Linked DNA regions of Salmo salar: region 1 is linked to region 2. Evidence: chromatin contacts called from public Hi-C data. All regions are on one chromosome and are shown on one strand. Each heading gives the region's core, a stretch centred on a gene start, on an enhancer-like site or on the middle of the called end of the contact. The rest is flanking DNA. Distances are from core to core; before and after follow the strand shown. Region 1 holds the start of LOC106611970 (nucleotide exchange factor SIL1). Region 2 overlaps LOC106611969 (kelch-like protein 3).

Region 1 (3,288 bases), core at 147-2,646, 39 kb before region 2:
CCCCTGTCTGACTCAGAGAAAACACCTGTGGTGAGTCTGATGTAATCTCAAGCAAAGATAGTATGGCCTTCTACTGTACAATAGCTACATGGCAAAAATGTTCTACAGTGTTTCAAACTGACAGAAACATTAACAGGATCCTTACCTTTGTCCATCGATCTGGTATTTGAGAATCTGATGTTCCCCAAGTTTGACCTCCCTCTGTCTTGTCTGGAGGTTGAGCCTTACGTGAGAGCCCCTTGGGACTGCCTGGCCTGAGTGATAACAATATTGTACAGTGAATACTTTTGATTCTGCCATACACATTAATACTCCATGCCGTTTCTTGTTTCTGTGTGTTGCACTTGCATTCAGTGGCATCTATGAATGACATGATTATTCATATTATTATTGACACCAAACGGAAGAACCAAGGACACGGATGATTCCTGATGTTGTGAGATTCTCTCTGGTGTTTACAGTGCTGTGAGATTAGGATATCAGGACCTGTTTAGACGAAGCAATTGTAACAGTAGAGTAAAGGATTACAATATATGGGAAAATAAATGGCTGCAGTATTTCTGCTATACTGAGTACATGGTGCATGGAATGCTAAGGCATAAATATATGAATGTGTGTATTCTTATTTTAAATGTATGTAGTTCTGTCCTTGTGCTGTACTTGTCTATTAAATGTTCTGTATTATGTCATGTTTTATGTTGTCTGGACCCCAGGAAGAGTAGCTGCTGCTTTAACAGTCGCTAAGGGGGATCCTAATAAAATACATGTATTACTACTGTGTGTACTTCATGAGACACCTGTGCATTAATACTTTAAAAAACAGTCACCTGGTTTGAGAGACTGCCACTGATCCGTGGGACGGAACACATTCAAATCCTCAGGATCGCTCTCTTCCTCCATGTGGTGCGCATCCTCATCATCCAGGCTGGTCTCAGTGCTCTCCACAACAGTCAGAGCAGAGGAAGACTATAGGGCCAGGGGATTGGATCAGACTCATGTAGGCTACAGACTCATCAAACTCTGGTAGGCTACACACAAACTGTTTAACAATATATTTATACAGTAGTATAACGAGTATAGGTATATCATTAACTACTCACTTTTTCGCTGAGAACATGGACGAATTGACAACTCAATACTAAGAGCATGAGTGCCATCTTCAGCCTGGTAGATTTACTTCCTTTTCTCAGGCATCCGGTCAACATACTGGCTGTAGTATAGCTAACACAGCTAATATATCGATATCATAACACTATAGGGTAACAAATACAATTCATGTGAACTACGACGCATTGCACTATCTATTTACCCGACCACACCATTTCAGATTTATGCATGGACGTGTAACGTTGATACTTGTCAGAAATTAGACCACTCCCACGGTATTTGTCATCACGACCGGGAGCCAATCGTATTTAAAAGAGTGTCACTCGTTTTCAAATCTATGCGATCGGATTGGCTAATGGAGAGCCCTGTATGATCTTTGTGACGCAATTACATTACATTTCATCAGTCTTTTTGGAAGTTTTATTTCATATTATTACATGAACTGACAACTGTACATATAGCCCATGTGCCATACCAAAAATTGGCCCATCTCGGGGTGGCAAAGATTTGATGGCATTAAATTGTTCCCCACAAGCCCCTGATCAAATTGATATACAGCCTCTAGAGGTTCTTCAAGAAATCGAATATTCCATAACGTGGCAGCAGATCATTGTAACTGTAGGCCTACATAGAAAATCTCACCAGTTTGTCAGAACAGTTATGGTACTGTAAACATGTATATGAATCTTACAACATATGCAAAAGTAACTATAGTGTTTTCTTCTCAGAAGACAGAGATAAGCAGGAGAAGAGACTAATACTCTTGCGTGTGTCGGTTATAGCGGGTTAACCCTGATCTATACTGGCGGTCCAGGGCTTGCTTGGTTACACGTGGTCTGCAGTTGTGAAGCCGGTGGACGTACTGACAAATTCTCTAAAACGACGTATGTCGGCGGCTTATGGTAAATAAATTAACATTAAATTCTCTGGCAACAGCTCTGGTGGACATTCCTGCAGTCAGCATGCCAATTGTACACTCCCTCAAAACTTGAGACATCTGTGGCATTGTGTTGTGTGACAAAACTTCAGATTTTAGAGTGGCCTTTTATTGTCCCTAGCACAAGGCGCACCTGTGTAATGATCATGCTGTTTAATCAGCTTCTTGACATGCCTCACCTGTAAAGTGGATGGATTATTTTGGCAAAGGAGAAATGCTCACTAACAGTGATGTAAACAAATTTGTGCACAAAATTTGAGAGAAATAAGCTTTTTGTGCGCATGGAACATTACTGGGATATTTTATTTTAACCCATGAAACGCCGTACCACCACTTTACATGTTGCGTTTATATTTTTGTGCAATATAATTTAATCCTGGGTTAATATACTGTATGATGACTATACAACTAAAAAAACTTTCTCAATGGGTCTCCTTGTTGTGTGTGAAATTGTGTTAATTATCATTTAAGTACTAAGTGATGATAGAGCACTTCCCAATACTGCCCATAGACTAATTTAACAATAAATACAAAAAAAATGCTGATAAACTGTGCTTTGATATCAGATAGGGGGTTAAAAAGCATCTCACCAAAAATGTCATTTTAACACTTAAATGAGATTAAATCAGACTGAAATCCATATTTTGTCGTCATTGTATTAATACATTTACAAACTGTTAAATTACACACTGAGTGTACAAAACATTAGGAGCACCTGCTCTTTCCATGACAGACTGACCAGGTGAAAGCTATGATCCCTTATTGATGTCACTTGTTAAATCCACTGCAATCAGTGTAGATGAAGGGGAGGAGACAGGTTAAAGAAGGATTTTTAAGCTTTGAGACATGGATTGTGTATGTGTGCCATTCAGAGAGTGAATGAGCAAGCCAAAATATTTAAGTGCCTTCCTTCTCCATCTCCCTAGTCTTGATTTTACAGTCAGCTAAAAGAGACCTAAAGGCAATTGCAAACCATTCCGTTTGTTTAAAGACGCTGTCAAATGCAAAGCCATACAGATGAGGTTTACAACCCTGTGGTCTTCATTTATAGTAAAACAATATAAAAAAAATTATTTACAAACAACTTTTCTAGGCCTACGTGATACGCCATACATTACACCCCATTAGATTGAAGGTAAACAGGCTAATTCCAAAACCAGTTGACAAAATGTGTTAATAAGAACAAAAGAAATGCTAAAACGGTGATAACCGTAATTTAAACTGTTCCCAAAGGCAGCAGGCTG
Region 2 (3,328 bases), core at 638-3,137:
ATATAGAGCTTCTTCTCAGTGTCTATATAGAGCTTCTCCTCAGTGTCTATATAGAGCTTCTCCTCAGTGTCTATATAGAGCTTCTTCTCAGAGTCTATATAGAGCTTCTCCTCAGTGTCTATATAGAGCTTCTCCTCAGTGTCTATATAGAGCTTCTCCTCAGTGTCTATATAGAGCTTCTCCTCAGTGTCTATATAGAGCTTCTCCTCAGTGTCTATATAGAGCTTCTCCTCAGTATCTATATAGAGCTTCTCCTCAGTGTCTATATAGAGCTTCTCCTCAGTGTCTATATAGAGCTTCTCTTCGGAGTCTATATAGAGCTTCTCCTCAGTGTCTATATAGAGCTTCTCCTCAGTGTCTATATAGAGCTTCTCCTCAGTGTCTATATAGAGCTTCTCCTCAGTGTCTATATAGAGCTTCTCCTCAGTATCTATATAGAGCTTCTCCTCAGTGTCTATATAGAGCTTCTCCTCAGTGTCTATATAGAGCTTCTCCTCAGTGTCTATATAGAGCTTCTCCTCAGTGTCTATATAGAGCTTCTCCTCAGTGTCTATATAGAGCTTCTCCTCAGTGTCTATATAGAGCTTCTCCTCAGAGTCTATATAGAGCTTCTCCTCCTATATAGAGCTTCTCATCAAAGTCTACCAAACATTAGGAACACCTTAATAGTGAGTTGCACCCCCCCCCCTCTCCTCAGAACAGTCTCACTTCATTGGGACATGGACTCTACAAGGTATCGAAGGTGTTCCACAGGGATGCTGGCCCATGTTGACTACAATGTTTCCCACAGTTATGTCAAGTTGTCTGGATGGACCATTTTTAATACACGTGGGAAACTGTTGAGCGTGAAAAACCCAGCAGCTTTGCAGTTCTGGACACAAACCGGTGCGCCTGGCACCTCCTACCATACCCCGTTTAAAGGCACTTTGCATGTCTCAATTGTCTCAAGGCTTAAAGCTTCTTCTTTAACCTGTCTCCTCCCCTTCATCTACACTGATTGAAGTGAATTTAACAAGAGACATCAATAAGGGATCATAGCTTTCACCTGGATTCACCGGGTCAGTTTATGTAATAGAAAGAGCAGGTGTTCCTCATGTTTTGTCCACTTAGTGTCTATAGTGTTTCTGTGCCTGTGTATTTGTCAGTTTCCTGTCTGCGGTTGTACTTTGAGCATCTCTTTGTATGTGTTCCTCGTTGTATTCCTCAGTGGGTGTGTATTGTGTTGTACAGGGAAGCTGTATGCGGTGGGTGGCTACGACGGGGCGTCACGGCAGTGTCTCAGCACGGTGGAGGAGTACAACCCAGTCAGTAACCAGTGGGGCTACATGGCTGACATGAGCACCAGACGCAGCGGGGCAGGTGCAGACAGTCCTCACCATCAACAACCCTCTCCTTATCACAGACTAGCTATCCTACGTGTTTAGAAGCAGGCAATGCTACCTCTGTGCCGTACAGACACACTGCACTCACACTGTCAGTGTCCACAGAGACATGGGAGTGCTGTGACTTTAAGTCCAGGGAATGTGTAATGGAGCTGTGCAGTATGATATGTGGTATAGGACTATATATAGAGTTGTAATGGGCTCGACTAACCTCACAGTAACTCTCACTGTCTACAGAGATCCCTGGAAATCGGCAAGGTGTCACAAGACCCAAGGTCTTGTAAATAAAAATATTCTATTGGGATGGTTTCTCTCTTTCCCAAAGGGTTCTGTTGTGTCTCTTCCCTCCCATTCTGTTAGTTTGGTTCTGTGAGAGTGTCTCTGTCTCAGTGAAGGTTGTTGTTCTGAATGTGATCTGGTGGAGGTCCATTGGCCTCTCTGTGTGTGAGCCTCCTGGCTCTGAATGTGTTTGAGTGTCCTGTGCTCATTGTGCAGTCCGCTCAGCTGGCCAGAGGAAGTAGCACCAACACAATGCAGCCCGTTGATTCCTATGGACACTGCCTGGGTTCATCCAGGACTCTACTGCTCACTAACTTACTGGCAGCAGGAGCTAGGAGGGAACAGCACAACCACATCAGTGAAAATGAGACAATACTCACAGGATGTGGTTTTAATGCACTGCAAGCAATGTTTTCTTTGCATAGGCATACACCGATCTAAACCCAATGAGCACTGAAATAAGATAATTGCCGTAGAGGTAGATGGCCCACTTAACAAGAGAATTACTGGAAGTGATCGCTCCTCCTTGTGGGTAGTTAATGGACTGCAGTTATTGCTGGGAAACATCTGTAGCTTGTGCAAGTATATGTGTTTATGTGGGAAAAGATATAACCAGACGTGTGTGTGTGTGTGTGTGTGTGCAGGTGTTGGGGTGCTAAGTGGGCAGCTGTATGCAGCAGGGGGTCATGATGGGCCCCTGGTGAGGAAGAGTGTGGAGGTGTACGACCCACCTAGTAACACCTGGAGACAGGTGTGTGACATGAACATGTGTCGGAGGAACGCTGGTGAGTAGCCTGATGCAACACACACACACACTCCCCTATGCCCAAATGTTCTGCATATCATTGTCTGTAGAGTGTGTGTGACTCACTAACCTCCCCTGTGTTCATGCAGGTGTGTGTGCTATAAACGGACTGCTGTATGTGATCGGAGGAGACGACGGCTCGTGTAACCTCTCCTCAGTGGAGTATTACAACCCTGCCACAGACAAGTGGAGCCTCATCCCCACCAACATGAGCAACGGCCGAAGCTATGCAGGTAAACTTTCACCTTTGACCTTTCATACCACCTTTCAAATGCTTGTCTCTGCATCCAAACTCAGAACCTTCTCCTTTGAAGAATTAAGACATGTTGGTCGTGAGATGGTTTGGTGTTGAATGTGTTATGCTGCATTTAGTGTGTTATTAATCTATGTCCTGATATACCCTGCTATATCCACTCAAGGTGTATCCGTTATAGACAAACCTTTATGACTATCAGGCCCCGATGGCAGCAGGACCCCACAGCCACAGGTAGCAATCAAAGGGAGCCACACAGACGTCTGATTTCACAGTCAACTCCATGGAGTAACACTAGCCTGACGGGTGGCTCAGGAGGGAGGGAAACCCCAGCCCGGACAGTGCTCTGCAGAGCGGAGCTGCTGTCTCAGCCCTGTAACTCTAACTGCATTCCTTCTAGGCAGAGTGGACCTGAGAGAGACATTGGCTTCCATGGTCAAAATGACCCCAAGACTCAACAAATCTGCCTGGATCAGAGTGTCTTAAGACTGGAGGGGGCCTGTTTTCCTGCAGCCTCACAGGGGGCCATTTAGCTACATTAGTATTAGGAGGGCCTCACTCCCCTCAGACTCCTTACAACTGATCAGAGGGGGAAATAAACTGGCCTTG

What was found. Hi-C and Micro-C count contacts between places; a contact is called where the count stands out from the background.
Region 1: a contact with region 2 is called in a Hi-C map of muscle, with 4 times the contacts expected there. The contact joins the promoter of LOC106611970 here to the enhancer-like site in region 2. A contact is called at or near these places in 2 of 3 Hi-C or Micro-C datasets (gill and muscle).

The regions. Positions count from the first base shown.
Region 1 is chrssa09:78,220,649-78,223,936 of Ssal_v3.1, reverse strand. It overlaps LOC106611970 (nucleotide exchange factor SIL1), which reads right to left and starts at 1,396. Exons shown (of 9, transcript XM_014212699.2): 1 at 1,101-1,396; 2 at 828-966; 3 at 146-254; 4 at 1-7. The coding sequence starts at 1,205. It also overlaps the pseudogene LOC106611973.
Region 2 is chrssa09:78,181,965-78,185,292 of Ssal_v3.1, reverse strand. LOC106611969 (kelch-like protein 3) reads left to right here. Exons shown (of 15, transcript XM_014212693.2): 12 at 1,231-1,359; 13 at 2,306-2,446; 14 at 2,556-2,699; 15 at 2,886-3,328. The coding sequence ends at 2,914. Among protein-coding and RNA genes, the nearest start is that of LOC106611969, 13 kb to the left of the region's middle. Within about 2 kb of position 1,887, at least 2 of the 13 cell types and tissues checked have an H3K27ac peak or open chromatin away from gene starts, as enhancers often do. A contact at or near this core is called in muscle, where this site is marked.